Linked DNA regions of Muntiacus reevesi: region 1 is linked to region 2. A link is a contact called in public Hi-C data. All regions are on one chromosome and are shown on one strand. Each heading gives the region's core, a stretch centred on a gene start, on an enhancer-like site or on the middle of the called end of the contact. The rest is flanking DNA. Distances are from core to core; before and after follow the strand shown.

Region 1 (3,930 bases), core at 750-3,249, 210 kb before region 2:
ATTCTATTTGAAACAGTAAACAAAAGGAAACTATAAATTCTTGAACTCAAAAGAGATGACTAAAGTTTTTTTCCAAAAGCTATTATACAACAGTGATATGACCGAATTGAACTGAACTGATATGAACTAACCCTAAATTTGAAGCTAAATTCATATTAGTAAATATTCTTTCTTGGTCCTGTAAACCTACACGATCAAGCACTTTAAGGCCTAGGGTGCCAGTTACATTAGACGACCCTTGGGTTGTGCATGATTTTCAGCAGCCTCTCACTTAATTTGGATGCTTTTAGGTAGGATTTATTCTCCATTCCCCTACTTTCCAGTTGTTTTATACCCAGAAATGCGGCCCCTGAAGACACTTGTTAATCACCAAACAATCTCTAGGACATTTTGTTGTTATTAGGGTTCCATGATAATGTTTATGTCTCAAATACTGCCTCTAGGGTCTCTAACACATCTCTAGAGCTGACTCATTTGAAAAGACCCTGATGCTGGGAAAGATTGAGGGCAGGAGAAGAAGGGGACAACAGAAGATGAGAAGGTTGGATGGCCTCACCAACTCAATGCACATGGGTTTGGATGGACTCTGGGAGTTGGTGATGGACAAGGAGGCCTGGCTGTGCCGCGGTTCATGGGGTTACAAAGAGTCGGACACGACTGAATGACTGAACTGAACTGAACACATCTCTAGGCTTCAAAGATATCAATAATTAAATCAAGCCCACTCTTAAAGAAATTACTTATATAAACTTTACCCTACTCGTTTTTCCTAAGAGGTTGCTGATCATTCTCAGAAACTTAAAAGCTCATCTTGTAAATGTCTACTCTTGTCCATATTTGACCCTTCAGAAGCAAAAAGAATAGGTGGAGTACTACTCAGGGCCTATGCTTTCCAATTCTTTAAAGTCTAAAGTAAGCTTTTATTACTAAAGAGCGAGACAATTGTCAAAGTGTAATTTTTGAGATGTTATAAACACGATTCATACAAAGTGAGCCTGTGGCTAAGATTTACTGAATTCATAATGAACTAACAAGCCGAATGGTAAAAATTATTTTTAAAAATCTTGGAAATAGTGCAATAAAACTATAACCTTCAGCGTAATTTTTTCTCCCAGTCAGAAATAATTTGCATCTCCATTAGACAAAAAAAAATAACGTAACTGCAAAGCCTGGGCCCTAATCAATACTATGTCAAGCAAAAGTATAGTTCCCTAGATAATTGAGTCTCTAACAGGTGGGCCTATTAGACAAGGCTCTACTTTGAAAAGACAGTGCAGCAATCCTTTTGCCTTTTGGAGGATGTTTATAACTTTTACCATCATAAAAGTTTGGCTCTATAAATCAAGTAACTAACATTCCTTTATCCTGCCCATCCTCCAGTCATCATTTCAGATACTATGAGTAGACAGGTTATTTGGAAGAAAAATTTCTATTACTTAAAGAATAATAATTTCTTCAGGTTAAATAATACTTGACTAATGGAATCCCTGGAGAACGAAATGCAACCCACTCCAATACTCTTGCCTGGAAAAATCCATGGATGGAAGAGCCTGGTGGGCTACAGTCCTTGGGGTCGCAGAGTCGAACACGACTGAGCGACTTCACTTCACTAATGCAATCCCAGTACATTAATATCCTTTGTTTCAAGATTAGGAGGCAAAGACATTCTAAAAGGGGACTGGCTTTAAAATCCGGGGTAGGAATACCTAAATGGCGGGTGAGGTCATGATAGTGGCCCAGGAGTAGGGTCCAGACCCGGTGGCAGCTCGTCCCCGCGCCGCGGTCCCAGCGAGACCCGGCCTACATTTCACCGGCGGGAGCCCCGCGTCCCCGCCCTTTTGTTCAGGGCTGGGCTGTTTCCCGCCCTCCCTTCCCCCCTATCTCAGGAGTTGTGTGACGCTCGTGCGAGCAAGAGAGCGAGGAAGAGACTCTGCCGGCAAAAGCTGTGGGAATACTCACCCCGCTCCACTCGGCCCCAGATCCGGCCGCCCAGCCCAGCGGGGGCGGGGCGACGGAGTTGGGGGAGGGGAGCTGGGGTGAGGGACCCACCGCCCAGCCAGCGATCGCGAGGACCGGAGCAATGGGCCCCCGGGGCAAACGGGGCTGCGGCAGAAGAGCAGAACCAGCCAACAGGGACGCCCACCACTGAAAAAAGCCCTAGCCCGCCCTCAGCTGCCGTCGCCTGAGGCGACTCAGAGGGAGCATGCGCACTGTATCTCCCGCACACCCCGGGCCCTGGCTCGCGCCGGCGGCTGACGTCGTGGGCCGCGTGCGTCAGGACCCGGCCGGGGGGCGTGACCTCCCTGGGGCTTCCAACGGCCGCCGCCGAGGCTCCGCCCCGCACTTCGGAGGGCGGTGGTGGGTTCTCTCAGCGCGGCACAAAAGAGGCGCCTTGAGGAAGGGGAGGGGTTGTCAGCGACTTCCAGAGTCTCTGCATACTCTCCTCCAACAACCAACCAAATATCTAGAAAATAAAAGGATGCCCAATGGAGAAGGTAGGGCAAGACGGAGCTGAACCATTCAGTCAGTGCTCCTTGAGTGTCCTCAGAGGTCGGAGAACCGTGCCGACTCTCAGAACACACTGCAAAACTCCTGTGAGCGCAATTAAGCACTAACACGACCACCTTTAAAACTTACGGACCGATATAGAAGTTAGAGACAGGAGAATTGACAGTAGTACCGTCTGGCACAAAGCTCAAGGGGGAGAAAAACTGGCTGCAGAATTAAATTGGGGCGCGGGGTGGTGGAATAAAAAAAAAGACTAGAGAAAATGCAGAGAGTAACAGGGGTTATCCAACTGAAATACTGAAAATGCAACGGCAGACATCTGAGGGAAAACGAGCATCTGCTCCTTTTAACACGACAGAATTAAATTTGTGTCAGAAGAAGTGAGTAAACACAGCAAAGAAGTGAAAGGAAAACCTGCCTTCAAACGTACAGAGCATGGTATTGATCTTGTACCACAGTTATGTAAGATGTCATCACTGGAGAAAGTTAGGTGTTGGATGCTCAGAACACAATGTACTATTTTTACAATTTCCTGTGAGTTTATAATTATTTCAAAGTACTCTGTGTGTGTGTGTCTGTGTGTGTGTGTGTGTCTGTGTCTGTGTGTGTGTGTGTGTCTATGTGTGTGTGTAGGTATCGCTCGGTCGTGTCCGACTCTGCGCGCCATGGACGATAGCCCGTCAGGCCACTCTGTCCATGGAATTCTCCAGGCAAGAATGCTGGCATGGGTAACCGTTCCCTTCTCCAGGGGATCTTCGTGATCCAGGGTTCTAAACCAGGTCTCTCACATTGCAGGCAGGTTCTTTACCATCTGAGCCAAAAAGGGACAACCCTGATCAGTGGTAATCAGAGGAAGGGAATGACTAAAAAGGGGCTTGAGGAAATTTTGAGGGGTAATAGAACTTTACCTCCGTTTGCCAAAACTCTTAAAAGAGATTTTGCTGCGGGTAAAATAGCTTAAAACTCAATTTTAAAGAAGATACCAGTAGTAAAGATGAAAGTCCTAACATGTTTGAGCAACTGTAGATATAAATTAATTGGATAACTGCCAATTAAAATTATCCACTTTATTTTTGAAAAGCATGGGGCAGTGAGAGAATTTCAGCTGGTGGGTGTCTCCAACTTTACCCAGTTATTTTTAAAATATAATTTTTTTTTTTTGCTACATGAATACTTTTATTGTAATATTGAAATAAGGCTAGTGACCCAGAATCATATCCCTGCCCTTCCCTCTGTTGGAAACCAATTGCTCCTGAGTTTCAGGAGGAAGTGTTTCCCCCAGTTATTGTTTGTAGAAAAAGGATTTTATCTCCTAAACCTTCCGTGAGTCCCAAAGAGCAGATCCAAGCAGTTACTGGTTTTGGGAATTACTGAAGCTCAGGTTCTTGATGTCTCATCACAAAGAATCAGTGAGAGACATAG
Region 2 (4,356 bases), core at 972-3,471:
AGAAAGGACTCTGGGTCAGAACGATTGGCTAAAGACAACCCGGAAACTAATTCCATCACCTAAACCCCGAGAGTGCAAGTCAAGTGGCCGAGCTGTTCTCCTGGGTTCCATCATCCTACTGCTCTCCACCCGGGTGCCCTTTCCCAATAAAATCTCTTGCTTTGTCAGCACATGTGTCTCCTCAGACAATTCATTTCTGAGTGTTAGACAAGAGACCAGTTTCGGGCCCTGGAAGGGGTCCCCCTTCCTGCAACACTTCCAAGTACCTCAGAGCCCAAGAATGTCCGGTCCCCACCACTGCAGGTCATTGTAAACAGAGAGAAGAATTTTGAATAAGAAAGGGTAAATTACCTCTCTTGAAAATCAACTTAAGCCAATGTGACTTTTTTGATTTTCTTTATCTTCACTTCTATTGGTTGAATTTTTGTCCTTTTAATAAAAGCATGTTTATTTTTCTTGTATCCTTTTGTATTAGTCAATCCTCTATTGTTATTGTTATCTTTTGCTATCATATTCTACAGCTACTTCATTTAATCGTTTTTTCTTATTTTTCTTTTTACACTTTACCTTTTCCATTTTTTTCATTTTCCTTAACGTAGCAGGTCCCTTCTCTTCATTTTCCCGTGTTTGATTTATGTTTGGTTGCCAGCACCTTTTCTGACTCTTTGATTTTTACTAACTGCCCTTCCTTAACCTTCTGTTGATGTTGTATTCCTATCACTTGCTATCAATGCCCACACAAGCCTATTTCTTTCCATTCCATCTATCTCCGAATCTCCATATACATTTTTATGATCCTACTACTAAAAGTTTAAAGCTGCATGTGAGGAAAAGAAAGGTACCTTTCTCCATTTGAATGCTATTTCCTCTCCCCTCCCATAGCTGTTCCACGTCTTTTTATCCTTCCTTGATGTTTTCCCCTATCTGACCCCCAACTTCACCCCACTTCCCCTGTCACTCCCTATTTTATGCCCATCTCTTCTTTTTAACCGTGTTTGCACTCTGTCTCATTTTACATCCAAGGATCTCCACAAGATAAAGGATGGAGTTCAGTTGGGAGCCAGGTTGTGTGTGTTTTCAGAAACTTTTCCGCCTTTACTGAAATGGGATTGGGGCCTGGGATCCATGAGTATTCTTGGGCAGCCTTTCAGCTCTGGCAAAAGCTGTGTACACCTTGGAGCACGGCTGGGGCCTATTCTGATGGACTAAGACAGGGATGTTTTTAAAAGCCTTCTACGGTCCTTTCCACTCCAAAGGTCAGGATGAGTTGGCATCAACGCCCAAGGCTGGAGAGGCAGGCCAGGTGGGGATACCCGGGGCCCCTTTCTGCAGTAGGTCTGGCGTGTCGCGGGGCTCTAATCTTAGGGGGACGAGGTGGGGCCACTGAGGCCCCAGGAGCCACTGGGTCATCTTTGGGAGGCAGGCTCACCTCTACAGAGACGAGCCAGGCCCGCGCCTGAGTGCTCCCCCGGGCTGCAGGGCGCGGCCCCAGGAGCCAGGCGACGCCACCCCAGCGGCGCCAAGGGCCGGAGGCACAGTCCCTCCCCGGAGGGAAGGCGAGTCGCTCCCGGTCGCTCAGCCAGAAGGTCGAGGGAACAGTGCGCGTGTCCCCCGCCAGCCGGCCCTCTGGGATCTGGGCGGGGGCGACGCCGCAGGGAGTAGGGCCGAGGACCGCAGAGATCAATCCTGGGTACCGGCGCGGGGTCACAGACAGGAGAGGAGCGGGAGAAAGGGGCTGTGGGGGGGAGCTCCCCAGGGCGGCTGGGGCCGTAGATCTGCCTGTGTACTCGGCGGGCGCCCCGAAGTCTGGGGCCGCGGCGGCTCCGGCTCCGCCGGCTCCTGCCAGGGACTCCAGGCCGCACTTTCCCCTCCTCCCGGCGCCTTCTCTCCAGTGAGGAGCCGAGCGCGGGCGGTGCGGGGGGAGGGGCGGCGGCGGAGGGAACAGCCAGTTGTTTAAAATCCTTCTAGAGCAGTTTCTAATTCCCCCCTTGCGCCGGGGTTCGGAGGGGGGAGGGAGGGAGAGGAGCGGGAGGAGGGAGGAGAGCGGAGAGGGAAGGAGGGAGGGAACCCGGGAGGGAGGGAAGGAGGGAGGAGACTGCCGCTTAGGCTGTAGCCGCCGCCGCGCGCTTCGGCAGGCCGGAGGGGGTGGGGGGGGAGGCCTGTCAGTCTCGCGCGTTGCCTGGGCGAAGGGGGCGGAGCTTTGGCGTGGGGCGGCCAATAGTGGGGGTGGCTGCGTGGGTCGCCATGGGGACGGGGCTGTTCCCGGGGAGGCTGTGATGGGTTGACAGGTGCGTGACAGTGGGAGCTGCTCTCCGCACAAGCATGTACGGCAAAGGCAAGAGTAACAGCAGCGCCGTCCCGTCCGACAGCCAGGCCCGGGAGAAGTAAGTGTCTCCGCTCCTCACCCACCTCCGCCTTCTCACGCGCGCACACACACGCACGCACGCACTCGCACACTCTCTCGGAGACACCCAGACACTCTCTGCCGGGGGAGAGCCGGGGGGTGGGCTGGCAGGGGGAGGGGTGCGCGAGGTGGGGGGCGTGCGGCGCGGGGAGCGGCTGTTTCCCAGGGCGGGCTCGCGCGGGGCTGGCGGCCGTGGGGTCTGGCGGGCAGGAGGGAGCGAGTGTGTCGGGGGGCGGCGGCGGTGCTGGTGGCGGGGATGGAAACTTGTTTGGGTGATTGAGGGAAATAACCCGCGGGTTCACCTCCTCGCAAAGTAACTTTAGAGCTGGGGTCCGGGGCTGCGGGGAGCGGAGAGCCTCCGGGGGTAGAGGTTGGGCGGGAGGGGGCAGCTGCGTGGAGGAGGGCACGCGGAGGGAATGTGGGTGTTCGGTGGGGGCGGGCCGGGGTCGGGGCGGGCAGCTAGAGGGGCGCCGCGGCGGGGGGCTCGAGCGCCGGGGCCGGGTGCGCCTGGCGAGGCGAAGGCGGCGGGGCCGGGCGCGCGGCGGGCGGAAGCCGGGCGTGGAGCGGCCGAGCGGGGCCCCGCTGGGCGCGGAGACGCGCGCGGGGCGCGGAGGGCGTGTGCGGGGCGTGGGCCGGGTGGGCGTCGGGGCTTTCCTGGTCCGGAGGAGGGACGCCGCGTTCGCAGCCCCGTGCGCCGCGCGGAGCCCGGGGCAGGGGGCGCCAGGGGCGCCGCTGAAGTTTGGGAGTCAAAGGACCGAGTTCCCGGGGAGGAAAAGTGTGCTGGCGAGAAGCGGGAGCTGCTGGGGTAGACTGGCGTTTCTGCCGCTCGCAGTCAACCCAACTCGGCGGCGGCGGCGGCTGGAGAACTTTTTTTGGAGGCTTGCAGCCTCCCAAACGTAGAGGGCCGTGGCGGTCCGGGCGGCGAGCGGGGGTCGCGGGGCGCGGAGGAGTAGCCGTGGGGGCCGCGGCCGCTGGCGCGAGGAGGGCTGTTTGCGGTGGGGAGGGGGCAGTGGTCCGAACCCGGACTTGCAGGAAGGGTCGAAGCGTGGAGACGGGGAGGAGTTAGTTGTTTGGTCGGTGTGGCGAGGAGATACAGGTGTTAACTCCGGTGGGAGCCCAGGGGAGGCTGGCGAGAAAAGAGCCCCTCCCGGGCTGGGATGCCACCGTCACGGCACGCTGCGAGCAGGGTTGTTTGCTTCTCTTCTTATGTGCTTGTAACGGTGATTTGGTTGTTACTAAAAATGAGAGCGCATAGTGACTGTGACCGCTGAGGAAGAACCCCTCTTTTCTGTGCAGCAGCTCTTATGGTGGTTCCCACTAACCACCTCCATTCTGAGGATGAGGCGTATCCCTGTCATTGGACGCGCTCTGCCCTTCCGAGGACTTCAGACTGGGGAAAAGTCTGAGAGCATCTCTCAAAAGCTACTTTAGTCACCTTGCACAAGGAAATAGCTGCGTAAATAAAAACCGAACGTGCAGAAACTACCGGGTTTCCCTCCTAGTTTTAGGCAGTTAGTAGTCTTCTGAAAGTTTCTCGTGCCCTAGGGTTGGGAACATTTCCTAATCTTCGTGTTGGCAGCAATAAACGCAATTCCTATAGGATTTAGGGGCGGCAGGCCTTGGCGTATCAAAACAAACCGAAAAAAGATACTCCCCCCCCTCCCCGCGAGGTATTTTCTGAGCTGTATTCAGGATCTTGTTGCTGTGACAAGGAGTATGTAAAAGATTTAGCATTATAGGTTGGTTAAGAAATAGCAAGTTAATGGAATTGAAGTTTTGAGCTAGCGTAATTTGTGTGCATTTATCATTTAGTGGCAATATAGCTGAGAAAATAGAAACATTTAGAGAAGATGTTTTAATGATTACAGAGTATTTGGATTTCATATTTTGGGGAGTGAAGGAATTGAAATGTATTGAGGTATACCTTACTTATTTTCAGGGTGGTTTTTGAG

Evidence for each region. Hi-C and Micro-C count contacts between places; a contact is called where the count stands out from the background.
Region 1: a contact with region 2 is called in a Hi-C map of muscle, with 8 times the contacts expected there. The contact joins the promoter of ATG10 here to the promoter of SSBP2 in region 2. A contact is called at or near these places in 2 of 3 Hi-C or Micro-C datasets (blood and muscle).

Annotation. Positions count from the first base shown.
Region 1 is chr1:258,575,660-258,579,589 of mMunRee1.1, reverse strand. It overlaps ATG10 (autophagy related 10), which reads right to left and starts at 1,999. Exons shown (of 8, transcript XM_065919082.1): 1 at 1,960-1,999.
Region 2 is chr1:258,364,385-258,368,740 of mMunRee1.1, reverse strand. It overlaps SSBP2 (single stranded DNA binding protein 2), which reads left to right and starts at 2,221. Exons shown (of 16, transcript XM_065919078.1): 1 at 2,221-2,384. The coding sequence starts at 2,323.